Regions from separate parts of the Mus musculus genome. Here regions 1, 3, 4, 5, 6 and 7 are each linked to region 2. Evidence: chromatin contacts called from public ChIA-PET data. All regions are on one chromosome and are shown on one strand. Each heading gives the region's core, a stretch centred on a gene start, on an enhancer-like site or on the middle of the called end of the contact. The rest is flanking DNA. Distances are from core to core; before and after follow the strand shown.

Region 1 (3,166 bases), core at 429-2,928, 930 kb after region 2:
AGAGCTAAATTAAAGGGACATCTGTTACATTTTATTCTTATTTTTGTTTCTGGAATACTGTCTGTGTAGTCCAGGTCACCTGGAACTTGGTATGCTGCCAAGGCTGAGGATGACCTGAGCACCTGACCCACTAAGTACTAGGACTGTAGGCGTGTCAGCAAGCTGGGTTAGAGAGGGTTGGAGCGATGTCTGGGAGGGAGTTCAGGAGCAGAAAGCTGTACTTACTAGAACAATTTTCTACTGATGGACCTTCTTACTAAATTCTAAAAGCTGTTTTCTTTATGTCAGTTTGTTTCTCTTTTACCTGTCTCTGGAGAGTGACTTCAAACTCACGATCCTCTTACCTCAGCCTCCACAGTGCTGGGACTATAGGCACAGCCACTGCTACCAACATGAAACTTATGTTTTGAGGTAGCTGGCACTGAATTGTGTCGCGTCCATCTTGAAGATCAAGAAACACTGCAAAAGAGATTCCTGCACTGAACGGAGGGTTGGATGAGAGAACCTCAAAGGTCCCTAAAAGTCTACAAAGTGCTTTCTTTGTCTAACGTTACAAAAATGCAAAATAATATTATTCATTTGATGAAGGGGGGAAAAAAGCGAATTTGTGCTATTTAAATCCTGAAAGGAAAAAGGCAGGAGAGAGCTAGATTGCTAAATATAAATGGGATCTGAATATTAATACATTCAAAAAGAGATTTGCTACAGAATAAGAGTTGCTCTGGGCTGCCCCCCTTTATTCTTTCTCCCTTTGCCTTGCCACCCCTCAGCGCCCAGGGTCAGGAACTTTGACATTTCATTTCATGTCTTTCTCTCTTTCCTCAGTCGAGAGACTCTGCAACTGATTTCTGTGCTTGGAATCCTCAAAACCGTGGATATACAGTATATATAAATCAAAGCGGGTTCTCCTCCACACCCCTAGGCTCTTGTGGCTGTGGGTGTCACCCACATATCGCTGAAAAAATAAACAAAAGAGCGTTGTCTTTGGCCAGTGGGAGTTTGGTTCGTGCTGCAGCTCAAACCCTGGAATTGCCAGGCCTAAAGGAGGTGGTGAGAAAGGATGCCAACATTGAAAGGGATGGCGGATGGCCCTCTGGCAGCCCACGACACACTCCCTACGGCCCAATTTGGGGTACGGTTTGCTTATCTTGCTGGGGATATGGCTTAAAGGTATAGTGCTTGCCTAACACGGGAGGCACCAAGTTCAGAAGAAGGCCAAACTAGCATTTTTCCTTGGGTGTCTCAGCCAGCTAACTAGGGGATTTTTAAGACAACTTGGAAGGAGGGGGGTGAAGTGAGCCTCTGAAATCCTCAGGGAATAAATAAGCCGGAGAAGTGGCTGCCTGGCAGAGCGAGCCCTACAAAATAAACACTCGGGCAGGTAAACGCACTAACGGTAACCACTCGGCGATTTTGGCCAAAACTTTGACAAACGACGCTAGCTAGAAACTGGCGCGTGAGAGGAAAACCGAAGAACTGAAAAGCAAAGCAAAACAAAAAACTAAAACCAAAAAAAACCAAAAAGAACCCAAAACAAAAAAAGTACCATCCACCAAGCCCGGAACACAAAGGAGGTTCCAGCCTAAAAATTCTGAGGTGTCATATGATAGTCCCCGCCTCCGCCCCGCCGGCTCCGCCCCCAAAGGCAGGGCCACACGGGGGGAGGAGCGATGCGTCATTTCCGTCCAGGCCGGAACTCAAGATGGCTGCGTTCTTGCTGAGGTGACTTTAGCCTGGGGCTAGGAGTCCACGCCCGCGACCGTTGGGGGAACCTGAATTAGTCCCTGAGGGGGTGACAGCGGTGTGTGCCTTGCGGGGACAGGGAAAGGACCTGCGGGTGTGCAGGCCGCGCCCCTGGGATCTTAGCACCCCCTCTTCTCCCCCGGCGGAGAGGCTCGGAAGGGCTTAGAGGTCACACTGTGTGTGGCCGAGTGGCGCGGCTGTCATTGTTTCTGCCTCGCCCACCTCTAAAGCCTCTTCGAAAACTGCTCTTGTGGCCCCAAAAAGCTGCTGTAACTTCGAGATCAGCGGGCCCCTAGGCCTGCAGTTTTGGGGGGACTTAGGGATTGTAGAGGGAGGGGCTCCTTGGAGCACCTACTGGGTGCTTTAACTCCTGGCAATCCTGCTAGCAACCGGTGGAAACTGTCGGGCATCCTAATGCATCCCTCCCAAGCCAAGGTCAATAATAGCATCCACAGTGGGTCTCTTAATGTTGCCCAGGAAATCCACTTTGTTTTGTTTTAATTTTGGTTTTAGCGGGACAATTGGGTGGGTGGGTGTCACCACCTTTCTCTAAAGTGTCCATTTTCTGTCCAGAGAAATAGCTTAGATTTCCCCTTGTTCTGAATTCTTCACTCATTAGCTATCATCCACAGAGCCTTTATAGTTGTAAGGGCTAGTGACATTTCTGGTACAAATCCCAACCCAGTTTTGTGCCAGTCCTATTTTTGGAAATTATTTGTTATGGAAAGTTAGCTTCAGTGCTGTTGAGATTCCAGACCCCGATTCTCCCAAATATGTTTTCATTTCTCTTTCCACTTCTGTCATGCAGTATAAAAATAGAGGGATTCTGTTTAGTCTTTCTTTGTAAAAGTGAGTCTTGGGGAGTTTGGATTGGTTATCTTTATCCTTTATTTTTATCTTGCTGCGCATCCTCATAGCCGAAGGACAGGACCAGGTTTTCCAGAGCTGTATCTTTCATCCCTAATTTTGACCATAATTAAATGCTTTCAAATTCTATGATGTAACACATGCTGGTGAATGTTAGGGCATATCAGGTCAATGGTTTAACATTTAGCTTAAAATGATCATATTGGTTCCAGGCATTTATCTTAGGAGTTTCGGGATTAGTATGTAGAGTCTTCATCTTTGGGTTCTTCCTGGATCTAGCCAGTCTCACATGGAAATTATTTGAAAAGCAAATTCCCAAAGCAGTTTGAGTGTGTTACCTGCCAAGCATTACACTGAGTCCCTGGGAGGGGACTGTGGGTGTGTCCTGCTGTCACCTTCCGTCAGTCAGATATTCTGTCATCCCAGCACTAAGAATTATTTACCTCACCTTCTGTCCTCATGTAGATTGGTTGTGTCTACAAGTAATTTTTTTCCATATTTTTGTGTATGGATTGTACATAAGTAGCTCTCCCCACCCCATTTACCTTAAACCATA
Region 2 (3,176 bases), core at 62-2,561:
ACTAAGTCTTGCCAGGCACTATTATAAACACAGTTAATGTACTTTCTCATTTTAATTCTCTTTATAAGAAAGTGTTAACTATCCTTATTTTTAAAGATAAGAATATAGAGATTTAGAGATAGTAAGGAGACACCTTAAGGCGGCTTGTTAGTAGACGTTTCAGAATTCCTAAGCAAGTCTGACTGACTCCAATAAACAAATTCTGAACCACTTCACTATAATGCATATCATGAAATAGTCCAGATATATTTTTTATCAGATTTCCATAGACTTAATTTTTCTAATATCGACATTTTCAAAGAGTGTGATCTCAGGCCTTTGTCTTTCAAGACTTATCACCAAAAATTTAGCTGTTTACCTGGTATTCAAATCTAACACAAAGCATCTGTATTTCACCGGACAATCTTACCCAGGCTCGGGACCTGGTGGGGCAGTAGGCCTCCATTCTCTCACTCCAAATAGGCCAAAAATAAATAAATAAATAAATAGTCCAGCGGAAGCACTGGACATGGAAATGGAGCAGACGGGCTACTGGAGTAGCCAGTGACAGAAGCTGAGACTCAAACCCCAGAAACACTCCATACAACCTGGTTATCAGAAAGCATCCAAGTCATAAGGCCTTAAGAACAGAAAGGGCTGGCACACCCCCCCAGAAGAGGTGGCTGGAAGGAGTAGGGAGCCGGCCTAAGGTTAACGAGCCACGACACGATAAGTTCCAGGACATACGAAGCAGCACGGACTGCAGACTACTCCACTAACCCTAAGCCGCTCCCTCGGTTATTCCTCCGGGTTCTTCCAGGAGGCCCGACGCGGTCAGCGAGTCCTGCCTTAGTGACAGCACCACTACCCCCAACACCCAACCTCCGCTGTTCCCGTTTCTTCTCCACTACCTTTGACCCGCGCGCTCTTCGTCTCGAATTTGGTTAGCATCCTTCAGGCCTCGGGCTCCTAGGTCAGGTTAGCGGGTCCCGCCGCTCCCGGTGGCACTCCCAAGGCTTCCACGTCAGCTACTCCCGGGTCGCGGCTCCCGGAAGCTCCTCGGACAAGGACTTCCGGTCTCTGGAGCGCTGGGCCACAGAGACGATGCTAGCGGAAGCCTAGAGAGGCCGCTACGAGTCTGGAAGGGACCTGAGGCTTCCGCCCAGCGGAGAGGCAAGATGGCTACGACTAGGGGCGGCTCTGGGCCTGACCCAGGAAGTCGGGGTCTTCTTCTTCTGTCTTTTTCCGTGGTACTGGCAGGTGAGGTCACCCCACCCCGGAGCTCTGGTCTTTAAGAGGAGCCGTCCGGAACGGCCCATCGCTAGTGCAGGCAATGCCCTTCTGGTTCCGATTGCCCCTCTGTCCCCCGCCCTGGAAATCCTTCTTGTCTTTCGTTCCCATGACATAAGTTCCTCCTTTGCCTGGACCTGCATTTCCTTAGTTCTCTCCAGCCCTTTTCTGGGTTTCCAGCCTGATTCTCTTCAACCTTTCTCGCATGCCTCGTTCTCTGTTTAAAGCCCAGCCACCCCATCAGCCATCAAAAGGGACAGGTGTGAAAAGCTCAGCCCCCTTCCTCCGGTTTAGTATGTTTGAGATCAAAACAGTCTCGTTTCGTGGTCTTTGTGCGACGTTGAAAAAATGAGAGCCCCCGTTTCCTCCTGTTGGTTCTAGCCTAAATTTGTGTTCCTTGTTTTCTTAGCTTACTAAAGTGAGGCTAACGTTAGCTTAGCTGCTTTAAACTGTTAAGAGGGAAGTAATGATTCAAGGAATCTTAGACGTTTAATGTATATGAATATTTTCTTTTTTTCCAATCTAATGTCTATTTAGTGATCTTTAAATTATGAAGTACAATCAGTAACACACCTGTAATTATTTATAGTGTGTTCAACTAAGAGTTAAGCAAAGATATATATATATATCTTTCTAGGTAAGCCCTGAAATGCAGCCATTTCCTTGTATAGCCATGACTCCGTCTTTCTCAACATTCACATTGCTTTTGATTAGCTTCAAGGGAGGAACTGTAGCTGTCCCATACTCTAGGTGTGTGGGCAAATGGTCTGATATTTCATTAACTGACCAGGTGTGTGGCATAACGTTTCTTCTCCTAGGTCTGTTCAGATTCTTAGGTGGTTTTTGTTGTTAGTGCTTTTCTTTGTTTGGTTTTGGCAATCTATATTCTTAGACCAGAGCTCTTTTGATAACTAATTAGTAATGTACAGGCAAGCTAAAAGAAGCAGACTTGTTTAGCCCTGAAACTTGACGCCGGCACATCTGAAGTCAAAGACTTTTGACAATCACCTTTTAGCTTTATAATTAATCGATCATCATGGAGTCTAATAACTTTCTAAAATACACAGCTAGGTCCTCTTTACAATACTTATGTTCCAATAATGTGGCCAAGAAGTGAAAAGAATGATCATTAATCTTGTGTTAGACAGTATGATCGTGAATGCTTTACTGAAACCATGAATCGAGCTGATGATGATAGAGGCTAATACCAAATTATCTTTCACTTTTTCCTAATACTGTTTATCTTCTGATCAGGATTGTGTGGGGGAAACTCAGTGGAGAGGAAAATCTACATTCCCTTAAATAAAACAGCTCCTTGTGTCCGCCTGCTCAACGCCACTCATCAGATTGGCTGCCAGTGTAAGTTGGAATTGGAATTTGTATTTGTGGTCATTAATAATTCAGTTTGTATCCTGGATACTCAGAAATACTCATATCCTGCTTAGGAGTCTTGGCATTCAAATTACAGTGTATGTATAGAAGGTGATTATCATCTGTCAAACCAGGCAAGATAATTAATAAGAGCTGAAACTTAGTAAATGCTCTTTTAAAGTGTGCATTTTATTTTTGCCTCTGCAACAATCCTTGTTATTAACACTGTACAAATGATGAAACTAAAACTTGAGAAAAATGGATTAACTTTCCCAGCAGGATCATGCTAGTAAGAAATCAAACTAGGATCTTGTCTTTGTCAGGGTTTCTATTCCTGGACAAAACATCATGACCAAGAAGCAAGTTGGGGAGGAAAGGGTTTATTCAGCTTACACTTTCCACATTGCTGTTCATCACCAAAGGAAGTCAGGACTGGAACTCAAGCAGGTCAGGAAGCAGGAGCTGATGCAGAGGCAATGGAGGATTGTTACTTACTGGATTGCTTCCCCTGGCTTGCTCAGCCTGCTCTCTTATAG
Region 3 (2,845 bases), core at 329-2,828, 750 kb after region 2:
GTGGTTTTGTTTTGTTTTGTTTTTGTTTTTTTTCCTAAATACGCATATTGACACCTCCTCCCCCTCCTACAACTTGAGGGTCAGTAAAGGTAAGCATATTTAATTAGCCTGTTACCTAGAGGCCAGTCTGTCTCTTCTATTTCCTCCTCAGGCTTCCAGAGCCTCCACCTTGGTATATAAGGCTCCAGAAAAGTCTCTTTCCCTATTCTTGTAATGCTAATTGCAAGAAAAGAAAAAAAGAAACCTAGGAAAGAGCTTTACTAATCTCCCTATTTGTAACCAGGAAAAACAAGGAAGCAAGCGGGTGTTTTGGAAAGCAAATCCGGTTGAACCCTCATTCAACCCCAATTCTCCAAACCCACATGACCATTCCTTTCTGCCCTTCCCACCCTATTAAAAGCTAAGCGCCTGGCAATTAAAATTGGCTGCAACTGATACTGCTTAACTCTGCTGCCCTTCCACAGGGGGGAAAGGGAAACCCCCAAACCCTCTATCACCCGTGCAGCTCCACTGCCCTATCTTCCCCCCTTCCTTTCAAACTTTCCTCCGGGTCTCTCACTTTCTACGTTACCCCGGCACATCGCCACTCTCTCCATCCGCCAAGCCCCGCTTCTCTTCTCCTCTTCCACCCCAATTCTCCCCTTAGGCCCTTCCGCTTCCAATTTGAACACTTTGAAAAACCTCCCTCCGGCACACGTCTCAAGTCCAATCCAACCCCCCCCCCCAACCCCCGCCACCTCCCACGTCCTCACCACGGCGCTCACGGGAGTCCAGCCCTCCCTGCAGCCACATGCCACCAGCCCCCGTCCCCTCCACACCCTCAACCTCTCCCTCCGGCTCCTACCCCTTCCCCAGCGCTGGCTCGCAGCCCCGCTCCCCACCTCGGCCTCTTTACTGCCCCTGGCCTGGGCCAGCCTGGGCCCTTGTTTACGCCCCTCCCCAGGCTCGCACTCCTGCGCCCCGACCCCTGCCCTCTCCCACAGTTGCCATCTCCCCTGCACGCCCCCCTCGGCCGCTCCCCTTCCCCCACCTCGCAGCGTCCCGTCACCTCCCTCTCCGGAGGTTCTCCGGGCTGGACGTCGCCACCGCCTCCCCCTTCCACTTTCCTTCCCCAAGCCCTTGGCGGCCCCGCCCGGCCCCGCCCCGTCCCACTCGACTCCCCCTCCCCACGCCGGCCGGCCGCCCCGCCGCCTCACTCTCGGCTCAGCCTCGGCGCCGCCATGTTGGATCCATCCGCGCCGCTCTCCGGGGCCTGCGCCTCACGGAGCCGCATCCGGGCTCCAGCCGCCGCCGCCTCCGCCGCCGCCGCCGCCGCCGCGGGCGTGGGGGAGGGGAGGGCCGGGCGGGGGTGGCTGCATCCTGCACAGCGCCTCCCGGAACCTGGCCGGTTAGTGTCGGCTTCGAGACCATAACGAGGCATGAGCGGAGGAGCCATACTAGGTGAGGGCAGCCTGGCAGCGGCATTAAGCGGGGAGTGGGTAGCTTCACGTCGGCAAGAGAGGCTGGAGACTGGCAGCCATCTTGCTTAGGGGCAAGCTGGCAACGCAGGGTTCTCCTAACGGCGGCGGCGGGGAGGTTCTAAGAAGCGGAGAGAGAACGTATTTGAAGGTGGAAGCCTTGGTGGCGCCCGAGCTGGCTGGTATCGGGCTCGAAGGCCCTCGGGAGAGAGGGGCTGGCAGCCATGATACGTAAGGGCGGAATCGGCCGGGGGTCGGACTGCCCGGTGAACTGAGGTGAAAGGTCACGATCTGGAGTTCACCTTTGCCTTGAACTTCCTGTCACTCTGACGTTCTGAAACCCGAACCTCGCAGCCGCGCTTCTCACCCTCTCTCGGAATTCATCCCTTCAGTGTTTTCCTTTTGAGCTCCCATTTTCCTATGGAAAAGTCGCCTCAGCTGACGGGTGAAGGACGGCTGAGAATTGAATTGGGGGTGGGATGGGCTCGAGTATGTTCTGGAGCTGCCGAGAGCCTGCTGTGGCTAAAGGAAGAGGTAATACAAAGGGCTTTGAGATAGGGAGCTATGACTCAAGACCTTGCAAATTTATTTTATCCTAAGGGCAGTCGAAGAGGCTTTGAAGGGTCTAAACAGAGGTGTGAACAGTTAGTTATATTTGTATTGTAGAGAGATCACAGCTTGCCAGCTCTGGGCATGTTAGTGCCAGCCTGAAGCCTGAGGCAGGAGGATTACTTGAGCCCTGGAGATGGAGACCAATTTGGACTTAATTTAAGCGAAGAAGACCGCAAGGATGTTAGAGCACTGTAGAAGAATGCGTTCTTAGCACGGTTAGGCCTGACGTTCGGTCCCTGGGGAGTGGAGCTGGGTAGGGAGAGAGATCAATTATGAAGCTAAAGAAGAGACAGTGGCGATGTGTAGGTAGGAAGGCATGTGTTGGATAAGGAAATATGAGTGTCCTGACTTGAATAACTGGGTTACGTTATTTTTAGTTTCAAGAGATCTGCGGGATATCTTTTAGGCAAGTATATATGAATTAGTGTGGTTTGAAACCAAGAAAGTTGAAAGTGTGCTTGCGCATGTCTGGATATTCTTGGAGCCATAAGAGAGAAAAATGGCCTAAAGAGGAGGATGTGTGCATTCGAGGAGTGAGATGAGGGAAGGAAGCAGAAAATAGGACAGCGAGGAGGCACAGACAGGAAGCCAGACAGAGAAAAGTATCAAGGAAACTTGTTACAAGTATCAAGAGTAAGCGATTAGGTAAGATGTGGACTAAAATGTGTGGTTCGGAATGTGGAAGAAATGAAGGTCACTAGGTAAACTTGGAGAAAGTTGTTACATAGAGGTATAGGGTAACAACCAGATCCAAGTGGAAAGATACAATGTGTAAA
Region 4 (3,067 bases), core at 64-2,563, 800 kb after region 2:
CGGTGAGAATAGCCTCTTGTTCAACTCCTGCCCCCTCCCACCGCCCCCCCCCCAGCTCCGAAAAGATAAGTTCCTGACAAAGGATAGGTGGAGAGTCTCTCCTGATCTCCACCTGGCTACTCTGAGTCTTGTGGGATGGAGGGGGAATCTACAAGAATGACCACTGACCACAGCCGTGTCCCGTTTCTCTTCTCAGCGTTTCCCCTGTCAGTGAAAATCAGGTGGCATCCAGTGAGGGCTACGTGCTGTTCTACCAATTGATGCAGGAACCACTTCGGTGCCTGTGACACCATCTTGAAGCCCTGGCACCTGTGAAAACCTTCCCAACACCCTTAAGCCCCCAGTTACCTCACAGACGTCTATTTTTGTGTCTTTTTAATCGGGGAGGGGAGGAGGGTTGGTTGTAGCTCCCGTTATTTTTTTTATTAAGAAGTACCCTTCCGCCTTGTTTTCCTGTCCCATGTACAGAAACCACCAGACCCTTGACCATGTACAGCCCCCAGAACCTCTGCAATCTCACTTTTTTGTGAATAAATTTATTAAGAAAAAAGTGATGTTCATGTTTGTATTTGTGGATAAGAGGGAATGGATATCTAGAATTTTGGTTCAATTGGAGCCTTTCTGGGCCCCAATTCTGTCTCTGGACAGGTGGGGGCGCTCTCACAACAGAAGGAAAAGAACAGGGATTGAGCTGGCCCCAGCCTTGGACCCAAACACTGAGTTTAGTGGAACTAGGCAGACAAACCCTGAGACCTGTGAAGTTGCGGGAAAGCCTGAAACTAGAGTGCAGGCATTGGCACGCCGGTTTTTCCTGAGAGGGGTACTGCCCCTCGAGGGCAAGGCATCCAAGAACCCCTGTTGACAAACACTGGTACCGTTGCCGGGCGGCCCTTGCTCCCGTAGGCCCTGTCTGTTGCTAACATCAAGGAGCTGTTTATGGAGCCTTCTCCCCACGGACTGGCCTCCAAGTGTCTCTCTCTTTCTCCCTAACTAAAGCTCGTGGGGCTCTCCCACCTCCAGGGTTTTCACCACAGACCTGGGAAGCTTGAGCTGGGGAATGCTCAAGGATTTCGCTGTCCTGTCCCTGGGGAAGGCAGTGCCGGTTACTGCAACTAACTCCGATTAGGACACGAACAGGTTAACCCGCTCCACGGAACTGACTCCGAAAGCGGCTGTTGCTCCTCTGGTAGCGTCACTGCCAATATGGTGTTTTCATTGGTGAATGTATCCAGAGCTCACCAATCCAGAACCCGCACTCCAAGACCCTCCAATCAAGAAGCAAGAAAGTGAAACGCAGTCACGCAGGCCGCCAGAAAGGAATCGACGGAGAGTCGGAGGGACCCTAAAAGTTAGGGGCGGGGATACCAGACTTGAACCTGCTCACCCCTGAGGCTGGAAAAACCGAGTGCTGTAGAATTCTGGCCTCCGAAGGGTTTGTGCTGGGGAGATAGCGTGGGCGTGGCCCTTATCTGCACACGGACAGGATGGACTGCTCCTAGGGCCTCTATCAGTCACTCACTTTCTCGGGTTCCCCCTATCTCGTGGGTAAGTTCTGGCTTCAGAACGAAGACCTTACTCTTCCACCAGCACGTACACGCGCGCCCTGCATTAGTTGCTCATAAATCAGTAAGTGTCCAGAAGTGGGGTATGGGACCAGTGGGGGTTTCTGCAGTTGTAAAACAGAGTGCTCCCCTGCCCCGTTCTCCTGGGGTATCTCGACCTTTTCCCAGGCCTTACGATGGGCCGGACTGTGATAGTACTTGGCGGAGGTATCAGTGGATTGGCCGCAAGTTATCATCTGATCCGAGGCCCCAGTCCTCCTAAGGTGAGTCCCCACTAGTACCAGAGAAAGACTCATTTAATACTCTTGATATTTCTAGCAAAAGCTGCATAGATTTTTGTTCCGTGAAATATGCACTTCCCCCGACCCCCAGTCCCTTTGCCCTGTGGCGACAGTGCTTCACTTTTGGCGCCAGGTGATCTTAGTGGAGGGCAGCAAGCGTTTGGGAGGATGGATCCGCTCAATCCGAGGATCAGATGGTGCGATCTTTGAACTTGGACCTCGAGGGATTAGGCCGGCTGGAGCCCTGGGAGCCCGGACCCTGCTCCTGGTGAGCGTCTTGTGGAATGTGTAGGACAGGTAGTGGAGGAGAGTTCTCCAAAGGGACGGAGTTGCAGAGAGGAAAAACGTTGGGTCAGTTTTTCCTTAGTTTCTCCTCTTCCTGAGGGCTTGTGGAGAACAGGTTTCTGAACTTGGCTTGGAGTCTGAAGTCTTGCCTGTCCGAGGGGATCACCCAGCTGCCCAGAACAGGTTCCTGTATGTAGGCGGTACCCTGCACCCTCTACCCTCCGGCCTCAGGTAACACCTCACTATTACACACACCCCCCTTTCGCTCCCTGTCAGGCCTTCCAGCCACAGGGGGTCTAATGGCTGAAAAGAACCCTCTGAAAGGTGAATCTGGGAGTTTTCTTTTCAACCATGCCTTCCTCCATGCAGGGGGCTACTCCGTCCTTCACCCCCCTTCTCAAAACCTCTGTTTTGGGCTGGGCTGAGGGAGTTGCTGAAGCCCAGGGGCAAAGAGCCTGATGAAACTGTGCACAGTTTTGCCCAGCGCCGCCTTGGACCTGAGGTGACATTGCTCAGAGGTGGTCTCAAACCTCTTCCCCTCCTGTTGCTGAGTCTCTAACTCAGACTTAACCCCGGGGACTCTTGAATCATTTAGGAATGTCCACTATCTATTGCTGGAATCTCCAAAACCCAGTGTTGGGAATAAATGCCTTCCTTTCCTTCCCATCCTTTTGTTACAGTGGGAACATCTCCAACCCAAACTCTCTCCTTCCCTTAGTCTCTCACAAGCAGGGCCAATGGAAATCAGTCAGGGTGGCTTATTCCTTGGTCCCTCAGTCCCAGTCTTACTCTTAAGGTGGCATCTTTAGCCATGGACAGTCTTTGCCGAGGAGTATTTGCTGGCAACAGCCGGGAGCTCAGCATCCGGTCCTGCTTTCCCAGTCTCTTCCAAGCTGAACAAACCCACCGGTCCATATTGCTGGGGCTGCTGCTGGGCGC
Region 5 (3,222 bases), core at 222-2,721, 860 kb after region 2:
CCAGTTCTAACTGTGTGGAAGGACAGAGGTACATTCGCTAGGCCCAGGGCTCTCCAGTGGAGTCAACTCAGTAGCTACTGAAAACATTCCTATCACTCACCTTTTTGCCACCAAGCTTACCCTGTGTGTACTGGAATATTAGTGAGAGATACGGGGGTGGAAGTGTGGAAGCTAGGGAGGGAGAGTGCAACCGAAGACCAAGAAATCTGTTTATTTTAGTTATGTGTTTTGCTTCCACGTGTATCTGTGTAAGAGTGTCAGATTCTCTGGAACTGGAATTAAAGTTGTGGGTGCTAGGATTTGAACCTGGATCCTTTGAAAAGTAGCCAGTTCTCTCTCTCTCTCTCTCTCTCTCTCTCTCTCTCTCTCTCTCTCTCTCTCAAACACACACACACACACACACACACACACGACTCTCTCTCTTTGCATGTATAAATGCAAACAACAGAAGGGTACATCAGATTCCATTACAGATGGTTGTGAGCCACTATGTGATTGCTGGGAAGTGAACTTATGACTTTTGGGGAAGCATCTGAGCCACCTCACCAGCCTCGTCACTGCTCTTACCCACTTCGCCATCTCTTCAACCCTTGCATATGCAATCTTGCATATTTCCAGTTGTCCTCTTGTGGACTTACCTCTAGTGTCACATCACTGCTTGCCCCTGGCCCTGGGGGGAGGAGCGTAACTTCAGGCTGCGGTTGTATTCTTAGATTTTATTTGTCTTTTCTCCATGTAAATAATAACTAGAGAGGGTAGCTGCTTCGGAAGCTAGTTCTGCCCACAACTCTCTCCTCGCCCTCAGAACTCTCACAGTCATTTTTTTTGGGGGGGGGGGGTCGTTGAGACAGGGTTTCTCTGTATAGCCCTGGCTGTCCTGGAACTCACTTTGTAGACCAGGCTGGCCTCGAACTTAGAAATCCGCCTGCGCCACCACGCCGGGAAGGCAAGGCCTGTGAATTCCAGCGGGGGAAGGGGGGACGGCGGGGGGCGGTAGAGGTCTGTTTTGGGGGGTTGGATTGTGAGTAGCAGTCCTTTGGAGGTGGTATAGAGTGGAGAGTTGTGGGGATTCTCCAGCCGGCTTTCAGGAAGGTGGAGGGTAAAGTGAACCACGTCTTCACAACCCCTGAGTGTGATATATTCATAAAATAGGTCTTCAAACTATAGTTTCACTTTTCTCACGTTCCGGTTTAAGGAACTCCATTGGTCTAATAGGCAAAATGCTCCCTCTAGTGTCTTGAATGCTCAAGAGTTTATCTCGACCTTGAGGAGGTTGGGCGGTCTTAAAAGGGGGCCTTCCACTAACGTCTAAAGGGCCACCCACAAACTCCCACTCGCCACTGCACTCGGACTGAAGCCCTGGGGCCTGCAGGCCTGCCACTCTTCTGTTTTCTCCTCTCCTATTGGTCACTAGTAAATTGAGGCACCTTTTTCATCATTGAGTGGGTTGGGTCTTTGGGCGCTTCCTTTGCCCATTTCCAAGATGGCGCCTACGGACATGCTTGGAATACAGGGTGAAGCTGCAGTTCTGCCATTACTCAAGATGGCTGCCCCCATCAAGATGACCGGGTGTGCCTAGGGGGAAAGAGGCTGCAGGATGGTCTGAGATGGTAAGGGCTAGTGTTCCATTGCGGGCAGACCCTTGGGACGTGGGAATGAAGAACAGAGAAACTAGAAAGTCAGCGGAAGCCTGCGGTAGTAGTTAAGACTAGATAATGGGAGAGCAGACGGGGGTGACAGGTGGGGGTGAGGGATCAACGATGGGGCGGGAGTGTGCCCGGGATTCAACTTTAGCATCGGTGTTCTCTCCCCCTACTGTTCCTTATTGCAGGTCTAGCATTGAACCATATGGAAGTTTCTGAAACTGGGGAGCCCGATGATGGGGGGTGGAGCCCGTGGGGGATAGAGGGAGCAATAGATTTTATCCCCAGGCTAACCCCAACCCCTCCCTGTCCTCTGGATTAAAATGGGGAACACCCTGGGCCTGGCACCGATGGGTACTTTACCCCGCCGGAGCCACCGTCGAGAGGAACCGCTGCCCAACCCCGGGAGCTTCGACGAGCTGCACCGGTTGTGCAAAGGTGAGACCGCAGCTTTTGGGTGTCTCAGGATGAAGGGTCATAGAGAAGGGGAGGGTCCTGAATGCTGATGTCCAGTGATGTGAACAGCGAGGGGAGATCACAGCTGGAGCATCCGGCAGTCAAAAAGGACCAGATGTTCAAAGCAGAGCGTTTTGTTGCAGGATTTGAAAGGAGGTCATTTCCTCCAGTGCTTCATATGCAATTGAAAGGGGAGTCCGTCTATGTAGTTAGGGGTCCTTATCTGTGCATGTTCCTTCCCTTCAGATGTATTCCCAGCACAGATGGAAGGCGTGAAGCTGGTTGTCAACAAGGTTCTGAGCAGCCATTTCCAGGTGCTCCCACTGGTCTGGCCCCTACTTACCCCCCTCCTCCCTGCTTGTCTCTGGATCCTCTTTACACCTATTAGTCCTGTCTTGGCTAGGCTATGTGGGACAAATGAGGGGAAGTGTGGGGTCCTCCCCCCCCAATGCCTTTAAGCAACAAGATGTGGGACTTGTTGCTTAAAGTCCAGTGGCCCTCTGCATGCGTTGGAATAGTTGAGGTTTTAAAAAGCCCCCTCTGGATGGAAAAAAAGGTCAAGGGTGGGAGACGGGATTGAAACGAAATAGAATGCTCTGTTCTCCGTTGTCTCCTCTTTCCTCAGGTGGCTCATACTGTGCACATGAGTGCCCTGGGCTTGCCAGGGTACCACCTCCATACCGCCTATGCAGGGGACTGGCAGCTTAGCCCCACAGAGGTGAGGGCTCCCCCACACTCGCGTCAACTGTGTAAAACGCACATGGACGTAGGTCTTGAGAATTTGGAAATGTGTGTGATCAGCAACTATGTTCTCAGTGCCTCTTCTGAACGCGAGCTAGTCCTGTGCAAAGCTGCCCGAGTTTGTCTTTGGCGTCCACCAGGGGGCACTGTGAGATGTTACTGAAATCCCTTCCTGTTCATGTGCCAATGGATAGAGCTACCTACCCATCTCAGCCTTCCTGTCTACGCTCCCTAACAGGTGTTCCCCACTGTGGTGGGGGATATGGACAGCAGTGGCAGTCTCAACGCCCAGGTCTTGCTTCTGTTGGCAGAACGGCTGCGAGCTAAGGCTGTCTTCCAGGTGACCCACAGTTCCTGCCTCCATCCACCGAGGCACCTCTCT
Region 6 (3,149 bases), core at 514-3,013, 720 kb after region 2:
CAGAAATCCACCTGTCTCTGCCTCCCAAGTGCTGGGATTAAAATCGTGCGCACCACTGCCCGGCCAAAATTTAATTCTTTATTGACTCTTTATTACTGTTCTGTGCTTAAATAAGCACTGAAAACACTCAAGTCTTTATTCTTAAATAAATGCTAAGGAAACTTAACTATTTATCTCTCTTATTATTTGTGCTCCCGAGTGCTGGGATTAAAGGTGTGTGCCACCACCGCACGGTTGTGTCCAGCTATTTTTGTGTGAGTTCTGGAAATGGAACTCAGGTCCCGGGACTTGCATTACTGAGATGCTGTCCAAGCCTTTGTGTGTGTTTGTTTTTAATTTATTTTATGTGCATTTACCGGTATGAGGGTGTCAGATTCCCTGGAACTAGAATTACAGACAGTTGGGAGCTGCTGTGCTGGGAGTTGAACCTGGGTCCTTTGGAAGAGCAGCCAGTGCTCTTAACCACTGAACCTTCTCTCCAGCCCCCAGGCTCAATTCTTTACTCCATGTGTGCACACCCTCCCCACGTAGTTCTCTCTCAAGATCTAATTGGGACCAGGAGGGAAAAGGCCCAGTGTGAGCCTGCGCCTCAGAATCACGTGATCATTCCCACTGAAACCTTGGACATTATCCGTGGTCTGGTTGGGAGCAAGTTCATGTTTAGAAACCAAAGGCCCAAGTGACAGCCATCCTTCCCACTCAAAGCCCAGCCTGGGGGACAAAGATCCTATTTCGGCTCCACCCCAGCTGGAGCGACAAGTAGAAATCTGCATTTCCTCCTACAGCAGAAACCAGTCAGCCTGCCTTGATCCCAGTCAGCCTGCCTTGATCCGAGCCTCTTCGTTCTGCATTGAGTCCTGCGAGGGCAGAGTTAGGCCTTCAGTAACCCAGCTTGACTAAAAGGAAGAGAGCAGGGAGGGGCAGGAGTCCGTGTCTCTCTCCTCCCCATCTCACCCCCACCCACCTTCTAAGGTTGGGCAGCTTCTGCCCAGGATCTTATCAGGGGAAACTCCCTGCCCTTAATCCTGAGTTCCACGGTGCCTCCATTTAATGTGTTATATTATTCTAATGAGTCAAGATGAAATAATTATTCATCCTAGGACTAAGTAGTGAAAAACTGTCCAAGATATGCCTAACCTATTTTTCCTCTCCCACTTCATCCACCCTAACTCATCTCTTTCTCCCTTGTCCCTTCTTAGCACCTTTCTCTCCTGTCGCTTCTCTCACTGAGACTGGACTCTACTGCCCTCCAGTGGCTAGAGCAGAGAGAACTCTCCCATCCATTCAGCACCTTCAAGAATTTTTATCACAAACAACCCATTTTATAAATAGGATCGCGGAATAAGTCTACTCAAGTCTCTGAATCCCAAGCAACGTAGTCCAAGTTCAACCTTTGATTTCTGACTTGTTTCCTTCCTACCTCATCCCTAGAGAAGATTCCAAGTTGGAAACCGTGCAGCAAAAAATAAAGAAAAAGACACGGCCTCCACGCATCCTACCACCAACACCTTCCTCAAACGTCATAATTACAGGCTAGTTAGCGGCTATTGGGTTCGTCTAACGAACTGCCGGTTTCTAGCCTTTCGGAGCCCAAATCCTTTAGGATATTTACTGGCTTCCCCACATCTCGTTCCCCTGACGACATCACTGTAAGATCGCGGTAGCTTAACCAGGTCTCTTGTTTCCAAGGTAACAGGCGCTTTGCGACCTTCAGTTTGCAGCGGTCGCACTGTAGTCCCTGCAGTGGTTGCTGGGCGACGGCGGTGGAGAGAAGGGGTGGTTTGGGTGAAGACCTGTGCTGTTATTGGAGGGGAAGCTAGTCTATGCTTGGAAGTGCTGGGCCCTTCGTGAAGGAGTGCGACCCGAAGTGACCGAGCTGCTCTCCCCTTCCCTTGGCCCATGGCTGGGGTGCAGACCCTCGGTCGAGCAAGAGGCTCAACCTGGACCTGGAGGCCAGTGGCGCGAGACGTGCTTCTGGCTCGTGCCTTCCATTCATGCACGGAACTGGAAGGACGGTTCTATCTGGTAGGGGGTCTCCTAGAAGGTGGTGCAAGAGTGCCCAGCAACGACACTGTGATCTTTGACCCAGCTGTAGGCCAAGCGGTGCGACTGGTAGCCCGAGGTAGTCCCCTTCGCAGCCACCACGACGCGGCACTGGTGGGAGGTCGTTGGCTCTGCGTGGTGGGTGGCTGGGACGGGTCACGTCGCTTATCCACGGTGGCCGCGCTGGACACGGAGAGAGAGGTGTGGGAAGCATGGGCTGCGAACCCTGGCAACTGCCCTCCTGCTGGCCTCAGCAGCCACACCTGCACTCGCCTCTCAGACGGGGAGCTGCGAGTGTCTGGCAGAGAGGGTGGTACCCACACTCAGCGACGCTACGGAAGCATCTACACGTTAAAGTTGGACCACAGGACCCGAACTTATTGGTACTGCAACTTTGCCCCCAAACGTTCGTTTGTTTTCTCTATATTCTAGAAAAAACAAAACCTAAATAAACTTATTGGTAGTCTATCCATAGCACCTTCTGTCTTGGAATCCAAGATTGCTTAACTCTATCTGCCCCAAGCCTGATTTTCTTTTTCACTAGAGCTCTCTGGCAAAGAACACTTGAATCTTTTCAGAAAACCAAACTCAGGCCCGATTTTCTGTGTACCAACAGCTACAAAGAAGAAGGCTGCCACACAACCTCACGATCAGGCCACTGTGCTGCCCTGCTGCCAACTGCTGGGCCGCACCCGGGTCATCAGCTTTTGCTCTTTGGGGGCTGCAACTCAGTTGGACCGGAGGTAGCAGGGCAATGGAGCCCTGGGAAAATCAAGGTATTAGCTACTCACATAAAGTAGAAAAGGACTAAAACTTCAATAAGCAAACCCTTCAGACAACCCCTTCTTGTTTTTCTCGCCCAAGGAGGAACAACCAGTTGCCCCTCATTTGAGGGAACAGCTTGCAAGGCTTGTGAGCAGTGGGCAGGGACTGCAGCAAGGACCCCAGAGCCTGCGCCATCATTCCTGTTCAGTGGTGGGACCCTTCGCTGTACTATTTGGCGGAGAAACTCTGACCAGAGCTAGAGATACGATCTGCAATGATCTCTACATCTACGATACCCGTGAGCGCCAAGCTATCATTTGAAAGGGAGGAGAAAAAGACAC
Region 7 (3,164 bases), core at 429-2,928, 690 kb after region 2:
TCAAGTTGTCCTCTGACCTCCCACCTGCCCTGGAACGAATGTGCCCCTCCCCAGTATGTACACAAAATACCTAAATAAGGTGAGCAATAACTTTAAAAAAGAAAGATTAATTGTCTAGAGTGGAACAATTATAAAGGAGCCAGGCCTGCTCACAGAGAAGAAGGCACAGAAAAGCCTACCTCATCTGTTTAACTATTTCTTAGGGCCTGGGCTTTCCCTTAATGGAGGCTGGTAGGGTTGGGGCCCTCTGATGGAGGAGAAAAGGGGAAGGAGGTGTCTGGGGACACAAGGGCGGGGCCAAGAGCAGGAAATGAGCTGGGAACCACCACCACCCTCCCTTCACTGCAGGCAACCAGAGAAGGGGGACAAAGAGGAAATGACAGATTGGGGTGGGGTGGAGTGGAGGGGGGCAGAATTGTGCCCCCTTTTTTTGTTAAGTTGCTCTGCGTGCTGAAAACAAGCTGGGCAGTGTAGTCGGGTCGGCACTGATCAATTTCAGAACAAATTAAGGCCTGGTTCTGAGTGGTGACTGCATGTCCTACACAGTGATGAGCTCCCAGGCCCACTGCAGAGGGAGCTCCAGACTGGGTGCACACCCCTCTTTATTGTAGTTTCCACTCCCCACTTCAAACCAGGGCTGAAGCAGTCTGGTTCACTTTTCCCGCATTCCCGGTGCAGTCTACCATCAACGGGTTTCTTCTTTGCAAGCAATTTAAAGAAGAGTGTCACTCCTCCCTGCTGCCCCCACTCCTGTGGCCCAGCAAAGGTGCAGAAGGGCTAGGTCCTTGTCCCTTGGTGCTGTTCTCCAGTTAGAATGCCTTCCTCTCCCCTCCGCAAGTTCTATCCTCAGACTCGCTGGGCCCTTTCTTACCTGTATCTCCACTTAGTGTTCCACCAACTATCCCTTCAGCCATTCTTCTGGCATCCGACCTCCATTCCCTCCACCCTGTCCCCAGTCTCCATTCTCTCATCTGATTCATCCACCTCTCCAGATTTTCCAAATCTCATCCCCCACCCCACCCCGGGACACATTCCCTCGGCATTCCCATCCTCGAGTTCTCAGCTACCCGGTCCCTAACTACCGCAGAAGGGCACCTCTCCATCTTCTTCTCTGAGCCACATTTCCTGTCTTGCCTTTGCCTAGATCTCAGGTGTGGTGATCCTGGGCCACTGCCCGTTCCCTAAGAGCTCATTCTGCCCAACGGAGAAGACAAGGTTGGCGTCTGCATGGCAATCCAGCCACCCAGCTGCCCCGTTCCAATTGACCTCCTTACCTTCCTGGCCCGAGTGCTGTAGATGCTCACGTAGGTCACACCCAAACACCCGTTCCTTAGAGCTGCCCTTCTTCTTTCCTTTCTGCCGAGACTTCATGACCAGGGCCCCCCGGGATCTCTGTCCCCCAAGACCTTTGACCTACCAGTCCCCCATGGAATCCCAGTCAGTAGTTGGGCTTGGCCCAGCCCCAGGGGGGGCAGGGCTCCAAACTGGAGGTGGAGGGTGGCCTGGGCAAGGGACAGCAGCGCTTGCCTCTGGGGGGCCCCTGGGGCCACACGGAAGTAGATATGGAAGAGGAAGCTACCAGAACCCTGGCATGAAGCTGTGTCTCGTGGCCAAGCTGAGCGCTAGCCCTTCTCGTCCTGTGCAGCTCGAGGGGGAGCAGGAAGCTGTGCAGCTCCTCAAACCCGCTTCCTGTTAGAGCATCTTTGCAACCACAGGCCTCGGGTGGGGGAGGTAGCTGGCATTCACATCCTCATCATTGCTGGGACTCCATTCATTGGTCACAGCAGAAGGTGATGTCAGAATCTCGGGGTGGAGTAAGGGTGCCTGGGGTGTGAGCAGGTGGCTGCCATTTCTAGAGACCGAAATCTCTAGGTGGGACAGAGACCCGAGGCTTTGCCTGTGAGCACGGCAGGAAAGGACCACGAAGAACATACCCAGGGTGGGGGATTCTTTGATGACCCTGCCATCTTGGTCAGGTCACATTACTTCACTGAGCCTCCAGTCGCTGTACATTTGAAAATGAGGACACAGACCAGGTGACTTTGAGTTTCAGTTTCTTTGTCTGTCAAAGGGTACACGGCTGACCACCCCACACAGCTGCTGGAAGTTTCCAGTACAGTCAGATTAGAACCACTTTAGAAACTAAGGCACTGGCTTCCCCAAAAGGAGGTTATGTCCACACGGCCCTACCTGAGGGCTCTCAGAAATGGTTACAATGTCTTTTGAAAGCCACTTGCTCCTTTCTTAGCTGTATCTGGGCCCTTTCCCTGGGAGGGAATCACATAGAGACTCAGTCCATAGCACTTGTGACTTACCCAGTTCAAGGGGCAAGACAGGAATCAGACAAAAAAAGGTTTTATCTGTTTATTTAAAAACAGAATATCATTTTATGTACAAATATACATATATTTACATGAAATATACATACTAAGACCCCAGATCCTTGGGGTCCATAAGTCCTGGGCTGCTTGGGAATGAAATGAGAGTTTCTCCTTTAGACCAGCAGATTTCAGGCCACACAAGGGTTGGATACTAAATCCCAGTATTCTGACTGCGTAAGTTTGGGCAGGCTAAAGAAAAACAAACATCTTACCCCAGGCTCCACACATACAAAGTGCCAGAGAGCCCCGGATTAATGACTCAGAAACCCCTGGGGAAGGGCCTGTTCTCACCCTCACCCACAACACCCCTTTCTCTTCACCTGAACTTCCACCTTCCCCGCGACCTACCCTCTGCCCTCAACACAACTGAACCAGGAGTCCTTGACAACAAGTCCCAACGCCGTGAAGGTACAAACCACTGTAGACACAGCGAGGACAAGATTCGAGGGGCCATGGGAGCCAAGCCCCCCCATCCCTAGTCTCTTATCCAGTGTTCAGACCTCATACCCCAGGTTCCAGACTCCTCCAGCTGTCAGCCCCCTCCCCAGAACCTCTGTGGGTGAAGGCATCCTAGGAAGAGAACTTTCCAGAACCACAGGCACTAATCCCTGCCGTGGTCTGCTAGACAGTTTGGTTGAATGCCTATGTGGCCTGGCCTGGCTTAAACAAGCCCAGTAAAGAACATGCACACACATCAATAAAGTTTCTTCTTTCTTTCTTTCTCTGCTTTTAAAGTTTCTTTTTCTCTTATTAAGGGAGTCTAAGCAGAACTCAGGAAGCTAG

What was found. ChIA-PET counts read pairs in DNA pulled down with a chosen protein or histone mark.
Region 1: an RNA polymerase II ChIA-PET map of memory CD8 T cells shows a contact between it and region 2, with 6 read pairs. The contact joins the promoter of Sdhc here to the promoter of Copa in region 2. A contact is called at or near these places in 1 of 484 Hi-C or Micro-C datasets (CD4 T cells) and 3 of 115 datasets of contacts at active chromatin or transcription factors (bone marrow-derived macrophages, memory CD8 T cells and microglia).
Region 3: a contact with region 2 is called in an RNA polymerase II ChIA-PET map of memory CD8 T cells, with 18 read pairs. The contact joins the promoter of Dedd here to the promoter of Copa in region 2. A contact is called at or near these places in 2 of 39 promoter capture datasets (hippocampal neurons and liver), 1 of 484 Hi-C or Micro-C datasets (liver) and 2 of 115 datasets of contacts at active chromatin or transcription factors (astrocytes and memory CD8 T cells).
Region 4: a contact with region 2 is called in an RNA polymerase II ChIA-PET map of memory CD8 T cells, with 15 read pairs. The contact joins the promoter of Ppox here to the promoter of Copa in region 2. A contact is called at or near these places in 4 of 39 promoter capture datasets (hippocampal neurons, liver and pre-B cells), 1 of 484 Hi-C or Micro-C datasets (CD4 T cells), 3 of 115 datasets of contacts at active chromatin or transcription factors (bone marrow-derived macrophages, effector CD8 T cells and memory CD8 T cells) and 1 of 9 other capture datasets (macrophages).
Region 5: an RNA polymerase II ChIA-PET map of memory CD8 T cells shows a contact between it and region 2, with 12 read pairs. The contact joins the promoter of Tomm40l here to the promoter of Copa in region 2. A contact is called at or near these places in 3 of 39 promoter capture datasets (cranial neural crest, neutrophils and pre-B cells) and 1 of 115 datasets of contacts at active chromatin or transcription factors (memory CD8 T cells).
Region 6: an RNA polymerase II ChIA-PET map of memory CD8 T cells shows a contact between it and region 2, with 22 read pairs. The contact joins the promoter of Klhdc9 here to the promoter of Copa in region 2. A contact is called at or near these places in 2 of 39 promoter capture datasets (hippocampal neurons and pre-B cells) and 2 of 115 datasets of contacts at active chromatin or transcription factors (embryonic stem cells and memory CD8 T cells).
Region 7: an RNA polymerase II ChIA-PET map of memory CD8 T cells shows a contact between it and region 2, with 99 read pairs. The contact joins the promoter of Arhgap30 here to the promoter of Copa in region 2. A contact is called at or near these places in 2 of 39 promoter capture datasets (hippocampal neurons and pre-B cells) and 3 of 115 datasets of contacts at active chromatin or transcription factors (effector CD8 T cells, embryonic stem cells and memory CD8 T cells).

The regions. Positions count from the first base shown.
Region 1 is chr1:171,149,115-171,152,280 of GRCm38.p6, reverse strand. It overlaps Sdhc (succinate dehydrogenase complex, subunit C, integral membrane protein), which reads left to right and starts at 1,678. Exons shown (of 6, transcript NM_025321.3): 1 at 1,678-1,722. The coding sequence starts at 1,703. It also overlaps a transcript of Mpz not described here.
Region 2 is chr1:172,080,664-172,083,839 of GRCm38.p6, reverse strand. It overlaps Copa (coatomer protein complex subunit alpha), which reads right to left and starts at 1,311. Exons shown (of 33, transcript NM_009938.4): 1 at 891-1,311. The coding sequence starts at 930. Ncstn (nicastrin) reads left to right here and starts at 1,091. Exons shown (of 17, transcript NM_021607.3): 1 at 1,091-1,239; 2 at 2,524-2,628. The coding sequence starts at 1,158.
Region 3 is chr1:171,327,878-171,330,722 of GRCm38.p6, reverse strand. It overlaps Dedd (death effector domain-containing), which reads right to left and starts at 1,578. Exons shown (of 6, transcript NM_001128609.1): 1 at 1,197-1,578.
Region 4 is chr1:171,279,432-171,282,498 of GRCm38.p6, reverse strand. It overlaps Ppox (protoporphyrinogen oxidase), which reads left to right and starts at 1,313. Exons shown (of 13, transcript NM_008911.2): 1 at 1,313-1,626; 2 at 1,731-1,825; 3 at 1,977-2,111; 4 at 2,244-2,359; 5 at 2,498-2,630; 6 at 2,925-3,067. The coding sequence starts at 1,739. It overlaps Usp21 (ubiquitin specific peptidase 21), which reads left to right. Exons shown (of 13, transcript NM_013919.4): 12 at 1-2; 13 at 197-550. The coding sequence ends at 287.
Region 5 is chr1:171,220,763-171,223,984 of GRCm38.p6, reverse strand. It overlaps Tomm40l (translocase of outer mitochondrial membrane 40-like), which reads left to right and starts at 1,471. Exons shown (of 10, transcript NM_001037170.2): 1 at 1,471-1,610; 2 at 1,832-2,081; 3 at 2,346-2,413; 4 at 2,725-2,817; 5 at 3,079-3,180. The coding sequence starts at 1,967. It also overlaps a transcript of Apoa2 not described here.
Region 6 is chr1:171,359,412-171,362,560 of GRCm38.p6, reverse strand. It overlaps Klhdc9 (kelch domain containing 9), which reads left to right and starts at 1,763. Exons shown (of 4, transcript NM_001033039.2): 1 at 1,763-2,426; 2 at 2,660-2,819; 3 at 2,908-3,106. The coding sequence starts at 1,900.
Region 7 is chr1:171,387,474-171,390,637 of GRCm38.p6, reverse strand. Arhgap30 (Rho GTPase activating protein 30) reads right to left here and starts at 1,678. Exons shown (of 12, transcript NM_001005508.2): 1 at 1,275-1,678. The coding sequence starts at 1,371. Nectin4 (nectin cell adhesion molecule 4) reads right to left here. Exons shown (of 9, transcript NM_027893.3): 9 at 2,351-3,164.